Regions from separate parts of the Mus musculus genome. Here region 1 is linked to region 2. Evidence: chromatin contacts called from public Micro-C data. All regions are on one chromosome and are shown on one strand. The core of a region is the stretch at or near the end of the contact, and the rest is flanking DNA. Distances in the headings are between cores, read along the strand shown.

Region 1 (4,112 bases), core at 827-3,326, 230 kb after region 2:
TGATCTCAGCAAGGCCGCTGTGCTCTGCCTCTGAGAGGAACCCCGTACAGTCACTGCTGAGTGTAAAAGCTGCAAAGCAGATGCTGTTTTTATATGAACAGGATCTGAGCTACCGAGAGTCCCCTTTGTGGTCCTCTGTGATTCAGGATCCTAACTGTACTTGAGAAGCAGCCTTCCCACCTGCTGACCTTAGCACAGGCGTCATGTCTCTGGTTGGCTACAGGAATGGCATCCCTGCACATGATAGCCCTGGCTTCACTGCTCCTAAAGACCGTTCTACCCCAAGATGCCAGCCTTTTTACAGTTTCTCATGAAATTCTGTTCCGTTTAAAAGTGTGCATCAGCTCAAGTAGTGACTTGTGCCTTAAATCTCAGCACTAGGGAGAGAGAAGCAAGCCAATTTCTTTGAGTTCTAAGACACTCTGGTCTGCATAGTTCCAAGACATCCAGAGCTACGTACTGAGACCCTAACTCTAGAAACCAAAAAAGACAAAAATATTAAAAGTGTATGTTCATCCCTTTATTTCCTGAAACTGAAAGTTGAAAACACACATTCATATTAAAATATGAAATAGATCAAATGAGTGTGCAACTCCTTTATGTATAAGATGTGTGTGTGTGTCTGTCTGTGTGTGTGTGTGTGTCTCTGTGTGTCTGTGTATGTGTGTGTGTGTGTGAGGGGGGGGGCGGTGCACACTGATGGTGTGTGATGCAGGGACGGGAACTCAGGCCCTCCAACACTCTATGTACACACTCCACCACTGAGCTACAATCCCAGCTCTCAACCATTTCATTATATAATCATAAAGTCTAGAAGATGATTTGTTGTAATGTCTAACAACTTAGTCTACCTCCAAAGTAAAAGTCAGAACTAACCAAGGGAGAGATTACTAGTAAGGAAAGTTCGTCCAGTAAGCTGAATTCTCCAGTCCTGAAATGGTTTACCAGCAAGGTAATGGACATTCTCTAATGCACTTCAAGTTAGAAAACCAGTACGCAGACAACAGACAAAAGCCTCCTTCAACTCCTGACGCTCAAGGACTTATTTTTTAAAGGTCAGCATACTGCCTGGTATCACACATGCTCTAACTATAGCTACCCAGGACCCTGAGGATTCCTTGAGTTCGGGAGTTCAAGACCTACCTCAGTGACACAGTGAGATGATGTCTCAAGAAATAATAAGAACATTTAACATAAGAATGAAACAGCCTATCACGCTGCTAATTTTGAGGGCTCCTTTGCTCTCATAGGTTCTAAAGTCACCCTGTCTGGACTCAGGAAACTACAGCCTGACAGACACACAGCAAATGAGGCTTTAAGAAAGTAGAAGCATGCCCAGAACCAATCCCCACTGGCTCCTCATAGAACAAAGTTGGGGCTTCAACTATCACATAATTAAAAGTGGCTACTGTTTCAATATAGGGTGGTGATTAAGAAACAAGTAACTCAAGGGCAAAGGAATCCAAATGAAGACTCCATTACTCAGTAAGCTCGAGCCAACTTCTAGATCTTCAAGCCTTGATTTCCTCAAATTCACACTGAGCGGTAACAATTATATAGCATTTGTGTAAATTGCATCTATAATGAGCCCTAAGCATTACATGTCCCGCGGAGGAAAACGTTTTTCACCTTTAAAAAAAAGTATTAGTAAATGGTTTCGGGCTAAATAAAATGTCTAGCTTTAAATATTTACAATTTTCTACTTATGCTTTAGATCTAGAGAGAATACTTTTGAGCATAAACTCTGCCTGCAGACACTGCCCTTCACATGTCCCTGCACTAAAATAAATATTTAGGGAGAAGATTAAGTGACCTGTTCTGCTCCAGCCCCGGACTGACTCCCTTCCAGGCCCACCAGATCCTGGAATCACTTCTTGGAGTAGACATTCCACTGGAAGACACACCCAAGGCTCCCCACCCATAAACGTTCCTACCCCGAAATTCCATTCTACCCCTAATCAGGGATCCCTATTCTGCTGGGGAAAGAAAAGAACAACAACCTTATCTCCTGCTGGAGATAATCAGCCTCCAGGATCCTTCAAGAGACAGGAGGCTCTGTGGTGTATCCAGCGTATCCATAGGGACCAGACAGGCCAAGGGAATGAGTCAGCCTTAGAGGCACCTTCTCCCTTCTGGGGCTACCTCCACTCTCCAGTGTGAGAACGAACGGAACTTCTCTCACCCAGAAGAATTCGATATGATAGTGCTTTATAATTCTTCTTTAAAGGCAGGTGTCAGGCTCCAAGACAATTTTCAAAATGAGAAATTAAAACTGTCTTAGATGTTCAATACAAGCAAAAGATCCTACAGTTTTTATTTGCCACTTTACAAATTTGGTAAATTACATTTCCAACACAACTTAATTTCAAGTATTTTCACGTAACTTTGAGATACATTTTGTAACAGACAATTATCATAACGTGTCACCTTTCTCAAGGCTCACAACTTAAATCCTGAACAATGTAAATCACTAGTGATCTAAAAACACAGTTTACCTGAAGAGACTTTAGCAATCATATTTTCCCCATAAGCTGCATGTAAACTCCTTCTCAATGCCGCCAGGCCCATATGAAGACAAGGAACAACATGAAAAACAATGAGTGTATGAGAAACACCAATGGAAAAGACATTAAACAATGCAGACCAGCATAAGTTCCTACTTCCTGCAGGCTCATGAGACCATAAACAAGTCCTTATGTTCCTTTCTGTTACCAGGGCTTTGATTCAGGAACTCAAGCATGCTAAACAACTGCTCAATCACTAAAAACTGCCTTCAGCCCCCACTTTTTTTTTTTATTATAATTTCGTTTTGAGACAGGATTTCTCTAGGTTGCTCAAGCTGGTTTACCCTCCTGCCTCCACCTTGGCAGTGGCTAGGATTACAGGAATACACAGTCCTAGCAGAACATTGCTTTGTAAACTGCTATGAAGTTTACAAACAATGAATATCACCACTAGAAAAGCAATTTTCAATTAGATGACAGGGGTATGTGCATGTGTTAATACTAATGAAGTTTAAAGGGACACTTTCAAAACAGCATGCATATAAACTATTTAGTTATTTATTCATAATTCATAAGAACCTCTTTCAATTCATGCGGTTTCCAACATATAAGGACAAGGTAACACACACTTAGAAATGACAGAGTCATAGAAAAGTTGGTGGCAAACTTTCTTTGTTAAACAACAGAATTATCTGACTTTATAATGTACCAATCTCTGTAAGATGAATAACTAGCACTTCAACTGAAAGGTAGAGACTGAACCCCGGCCTCTCCATCTGCATCCTGGTGCCAGCAATGTCTATTCTTATACCATGGACTGTGGCTATAATCCTTCAATGATGTGTGCCACTAATCACACAAGAGACTTAAGAGAAAATGACACTTGTCTAAAGACTGTGTATCCCATATAAAGGGAATTTACCTTAAGTTTCAGAGGTATCCCTGCACTACTGGCAAATCTGGAGGGAACAGAACCCCGTGTCCACTTGTGGATACGTCATCTCATTGCACTGTGGGAGGAGGACAGTGTGGCATGAGGACTGCAGACATAACCAGAACAATGCCCCTAAAGAACATCCCAGTACCATAGTTAGAATTCCGATACGTCAGTCACCCTTTGCTGGGCACAGTGATGGCCCAGAAGATTTCATTGCACTTGACACGTTCCAATGGCCAGCCAGGTGCACACTGCTGGGCTGTGCCAAAAGCAGAGAAGGAAGGACAGGACTAACCAGGCCACAGGGGAGTCCTACAACCCACAAAATCCTCAGGTTGCAGCATCATATTGGGTCAGCCCAATATCTCAGAGCCAGAGACTTTGCTAAACTCGAAAATACTTTCCCCGCCCAACAAGTACCAGTGTTTTTAGATTTAGTATTGTTTAAAAAAGAATATGAATCTTAAAGCCCTTTAAGTCAATGCCAACAGCAGGAGCCAATAAAAACAAAAGCGAATTGTGAGAAATACTTATCACCGCAACCAGTCTTTACGAAACCCACTTCCTTCTAGACTCTTCTCATCTCCGTCCCTAGGGAAAGTGGGCTCCACATATCAAGTAATCAAATATGTTTATTTTGAAAGGGAAACTACTTTTTAAAACGTCCTTTT
Region 2 (3,884 bases), core at 655-3,154:
AGACACAACAATAGAGAGGAAAGAAGAAGAAAAAAAGGTTGACTTCAGAAAAACATTCGAGGGCCTTACAACCTCTAGACTTAGAGACAAAATACTTCAAATATAAGCTGAAGGTTGTGTCTAAAAGAACCAAAATAAAGAGAGAAAGAGAGAGGCTGAGAGTGAGGGCAATACACACTGCCTTGTTCTCAGAACACTCTGGATTTCTGTGAAATTACCTGGAATTTGATTCTCAGAGAAGTTTATTATATGGAAAAGCCCAGGAAGACAGAGCAGACACTAAACAAGGTCTCTCCCCCTCTCCTTAACCCCCCTCCCCCCCCCCCCCATAGCTGACCACAACAATGGGATGCAAGAGGATCCCCAGTTCCTTCCAAGCTGGATGCACTCAAGAGCTTTGGGGATGCATCAGGAGTGTCCAATGAGTATTTGCCAAGGGCTTTCCAAACTGCCATCCTGGGAAACTGATAAATGCCCCACGTCCTGCCCTCACTGTCCTCAGCTTCTTCAGAGAATAAGAGAGAGAACACAGCTTGTCACAGTGGGGAAGTGTATGAGATCAATCATTAAAACAAAAAACAAATAGAATGGAGAGAGAGAAAGAAGAAAAAGGGCAAACAGAGGAATGATGACTGGAGCATGACTGGACTGTGTTGCTCCTGGGCTAGAGTGTCTAGGAAAAAAATCTGAGCTCAATTAATATTAACTAGTACTGTATTTAAAATAATGTGATAAACATATTTTAAGTGTATCTTCCAGTGTTTAAGTTTCATTCTTTAATCCTATGTATCCATTATTTCTATCACTAACGTATAATTACTAGAAGATTAAAGTTAAGACAAAAAGTCCACAGAAGAGTTCCCTGCACTAGGACCCAAAGTGGAGCTCATTTTGTTTCTATAACTCTTCCAAAGTTATGAGCAACTAGAGAAAGATTACAAAACATTTTCTGATGCTTCAAGATTTCTTGCTGTTTTTTTTCTTTAAACAGAGAGCAAATGTACTTAAATCATATGAATATTTTTATAGCAAGGTCAGAGCAGCCTTGGATCTTCACATTCTTCTAAATAAGGAATGCTGTGGCCAGAGATAAGAGGAGACAGTGTAAGGATTTTGAATTAAACAAGCCTGTGTGTTTGCTTAAGGGGATGGAAATAATGCGTTCATTAGTTCTTATTCCATATCTCTGCTTTTCAAACAATGAATCTCCAAAAGAACGCTGCTCCAGCAGCCCTCAGTAACTCCAGCAAAGCTGCTGCTCCCTGCGCCCTTCCTCAACTTTTTCTAGGTGTGAAATACTGAGAGCAAAGGAGTACATAGCTTAGAGACACCACATAACAAAGTCTTAGGAAATTTGAAAGAAATATTCAACAATCCTTATGCCTGAGCAGAAACTATGCATTTTTAATTAGTTACATTCGTTCAAAACACGCAAATGTCACGAATATTGACTCTCGGGAACTGACATAACAAAGACCATGCCTTATCCTAGTCTGCTTTTCAGCTTCATTCCACACAACCTGCTCCTTCCTCCCTGATCTCACCACCCCCACTCCCAACCCCACCCCCACTCACCCTCAGTTTCTTACAAGTGCCTAGCTCCTTCCAGAACACAGCATGCTTTGACATAGTGCACTGACTACTGGTACTATCTGAACTATCTCCCTGAAACCTACTTTTCTTCCCTAAAGTCTCAGATACACCATTATTTCTTGGAAGGAAAATGTCAATGACTTTTCCAGTTTAAGGCCAGAATGTCTATACCATGCGTGGTGTACCTGTGCCATCAAACCCACAAAGCCATTGCTACACAGAACACCACACAACATCAGTCACAGCGGCTTCCTATCTTCTCTCCAGCAGCCCACAGAACACGGGGCTCACAATGGACAAATGAAATAGTTATTCTATGGTGAATAGACTCATTGTCTGTAACCCCAAGTGAGACATTACGGATTCCACAACAACACTATTGAGCCCTCAAGTTTGAAACCACACATGCAGACCAAAGAGAAAATAGTAGCAAGTTTTCATAGAAAGTCTCAGCTGAACAAAACCCAATCTGGGACTTAAAGTGGCCTGTTGTCATATTTGACATTGTGTAAAAAGTTGAAACACAGAGGGAGGGGGAACCTGGGTAAAGCAAATAGTATGAGAAAAGGTATTGAGGAAGAAGAAAAGCAAATAATAATAACAACAATGACAACAACAACAATAAGACTGGGTTTGCTGTAGCAGAACTAGTGACACTTCACAGTTGCCAGCAGACCAAGGAGAAGGGTGGTCTCATCCGGACATGCTGAGCACCGGGTTCCCTTCAGACCAGTAAAATGGAGAACGAAATCTGCCACACCCCAATTACAAAGCACCTCTCAAAATTATCTGAGAATACAGTAATAAGGTTTAAAATAGAAGTTTTACAAGGCTCTCCTCAATAGGGGCAAGAGAATTGACTGCTCAACAGCTGATGGTGACAGAACCATAATGGAAAGGGGAGCTAGCTACTAACAGCAGATTTGCCCCAGACCTTTTCTCACATTTGAAAGATTGGGGTTTTAAGTAGTCAGGTCCCTCAAGCTCCTACTAACCCAAGGTCTTTAAGTTCATCCCTAATGTTATTTATTTTTAAGACTACAGGATGGAAGTTTGCCACACCTTCTGTGTAGTAGCCTTGGCTTAGCAGTCGCTTGCTTGCTGCTCTGCTTCCGTTTGACAGTTATAAAGAGTGCCTGGGCTAATATCCCCTTATCACTAAGTGCATACCATGTATGTTCTTTTGTGACTGGGTTACCTCACTCAGGATGATATTTTCTAGTTCCATCCATTTGCCAAAGCTCCATATACTCAAGATACAATTCACAGATCACATGAAGCTCAAGAAGAAAGAAGACCAAAGTGTGGGTGCTTCGGTCCTTCTTAGAAGGGGAATAAAATACAGGAGCATATGTGGAGATAAAGTGTGGAGCAGAGACTGAAGGAAAGGTCATCCAGAGACTGTCCCACCTGGGGACTCATCCCATATACAGTAACCAAACCCAGACACTATTGTGGATGCCAAGAAGTGCATGCTGAAAGGAGCCTGATATGGCTGTCTCCTGAGAGGCCTTGCCAGAGCCTTACAAATACAGAAGCAGATGCTTACAGTCAACCATTGGACTGAGCGGTGGGTGGGTCCCCAATAGAGGAGTTAGAGAAAGGACTGAAGGAGTTGAAGGGGTTTGCAACCCCATAGGAAGAACAACAATATCAACTAACCAGAACCACCCCCCCAAGCTCCCAGGGACTAAGCCTTCAACCAAGGAATATACACGGCTCCAGCTGCATATGTGAGGATGGCCTTGTCATGTATCAATGGGAGGAGAGGTCCTTGGTCCTGTGAAGGCTTGATAGATGCTCCAGTGTAGGGGAATTGACGGTAGGAGTGGGTGGTGGGTGGAGGAACAGCCTCATAGAAGCAGGGGGAGGGAGGATGGGATAGAGGGTTTCCAGGATCGGGGAAAACTGGGAAAGGGAATAACATTTGAAATGTAAATAAAGAAAATATCCCATTTAAAAAAGTGCCTGGTCAAAGCAAACAAATCAAGACTCAAGAACCTGAGTAGCCAGGGGTCTAGTTCTGCATACTAGGGCCAGAATGCAATAGGAAAAGATTTGGGATGTTTCAAATAAGTTTGCATTCCTGGACAAAAGTAGCCCCTTATAGTCTCACTAGTGGACATGTCCTAAAGTTGACCTGGAAAGAGATTCCACATTGCCACATATGCAAATCTGCCTCATATATAGGCTTCCATCCAAAGTTATGCCCATATACATATGTGCACATGTGCATATGTGGACACACATAGGTATAAGCTTCCATTCTAAGCTACCCCCACATACTTATG

Evidence for each region. Hi-C and Micro-C count contacts between places; a contact is called where the count stands out from the background.
Region 1: a contact with region 2 is called in a Micro-C map of granulosa cells, with 1.8 times the contacts expected there. The contact joins two enhancer-like sites. A contact is called at or near these places in 4 of 484 Hi-C or Micro-C datasets (cerebral cortex, cortical neurons and granulosa cells) and 1 of 115 datasets of contacts at active chromatin or transcription factors (trophoblast stem cells).

What each region holds. Positions count from the first base shown.
Region 1 is chr2:65,189,600-65,193,711 of GRCm38.p6, forward strand. All of the region lies in intron 1 of Cobll1 (Cobl-like 1), which reads right to left. Among named protein-coding and RNA genes, the nearest start is that of Gm13594, 42 kb to the right of the region's middle. Within about 2 kb of position 2,077, at least 48 of the 459 cell types and tissues checked have an H3K27ac peak or open chromatin away from gene starts, as enhancers often do. A contact at or near this core is called in granulosa cells, where this site is marked.
Region 2 is chr2:64,960,482-64,964,365 of GRCm38.p6, forward strand. The region is part of intron 2 of Grb14 (growth factor receptor bound protein 14); the gene reads right to left. Among named protein-coding and RNA genes, the nearest start is that of Grb14, 60 kb to the right of the region's middle. Within about 2 kb of position 1,905, at least 28 of the 459 cell types and tissues checked have an H3K27ac peak or open chromatin away from gene starts, as enhancers often do. A contact at or near this core is called in granulosa cells, where this site is marked.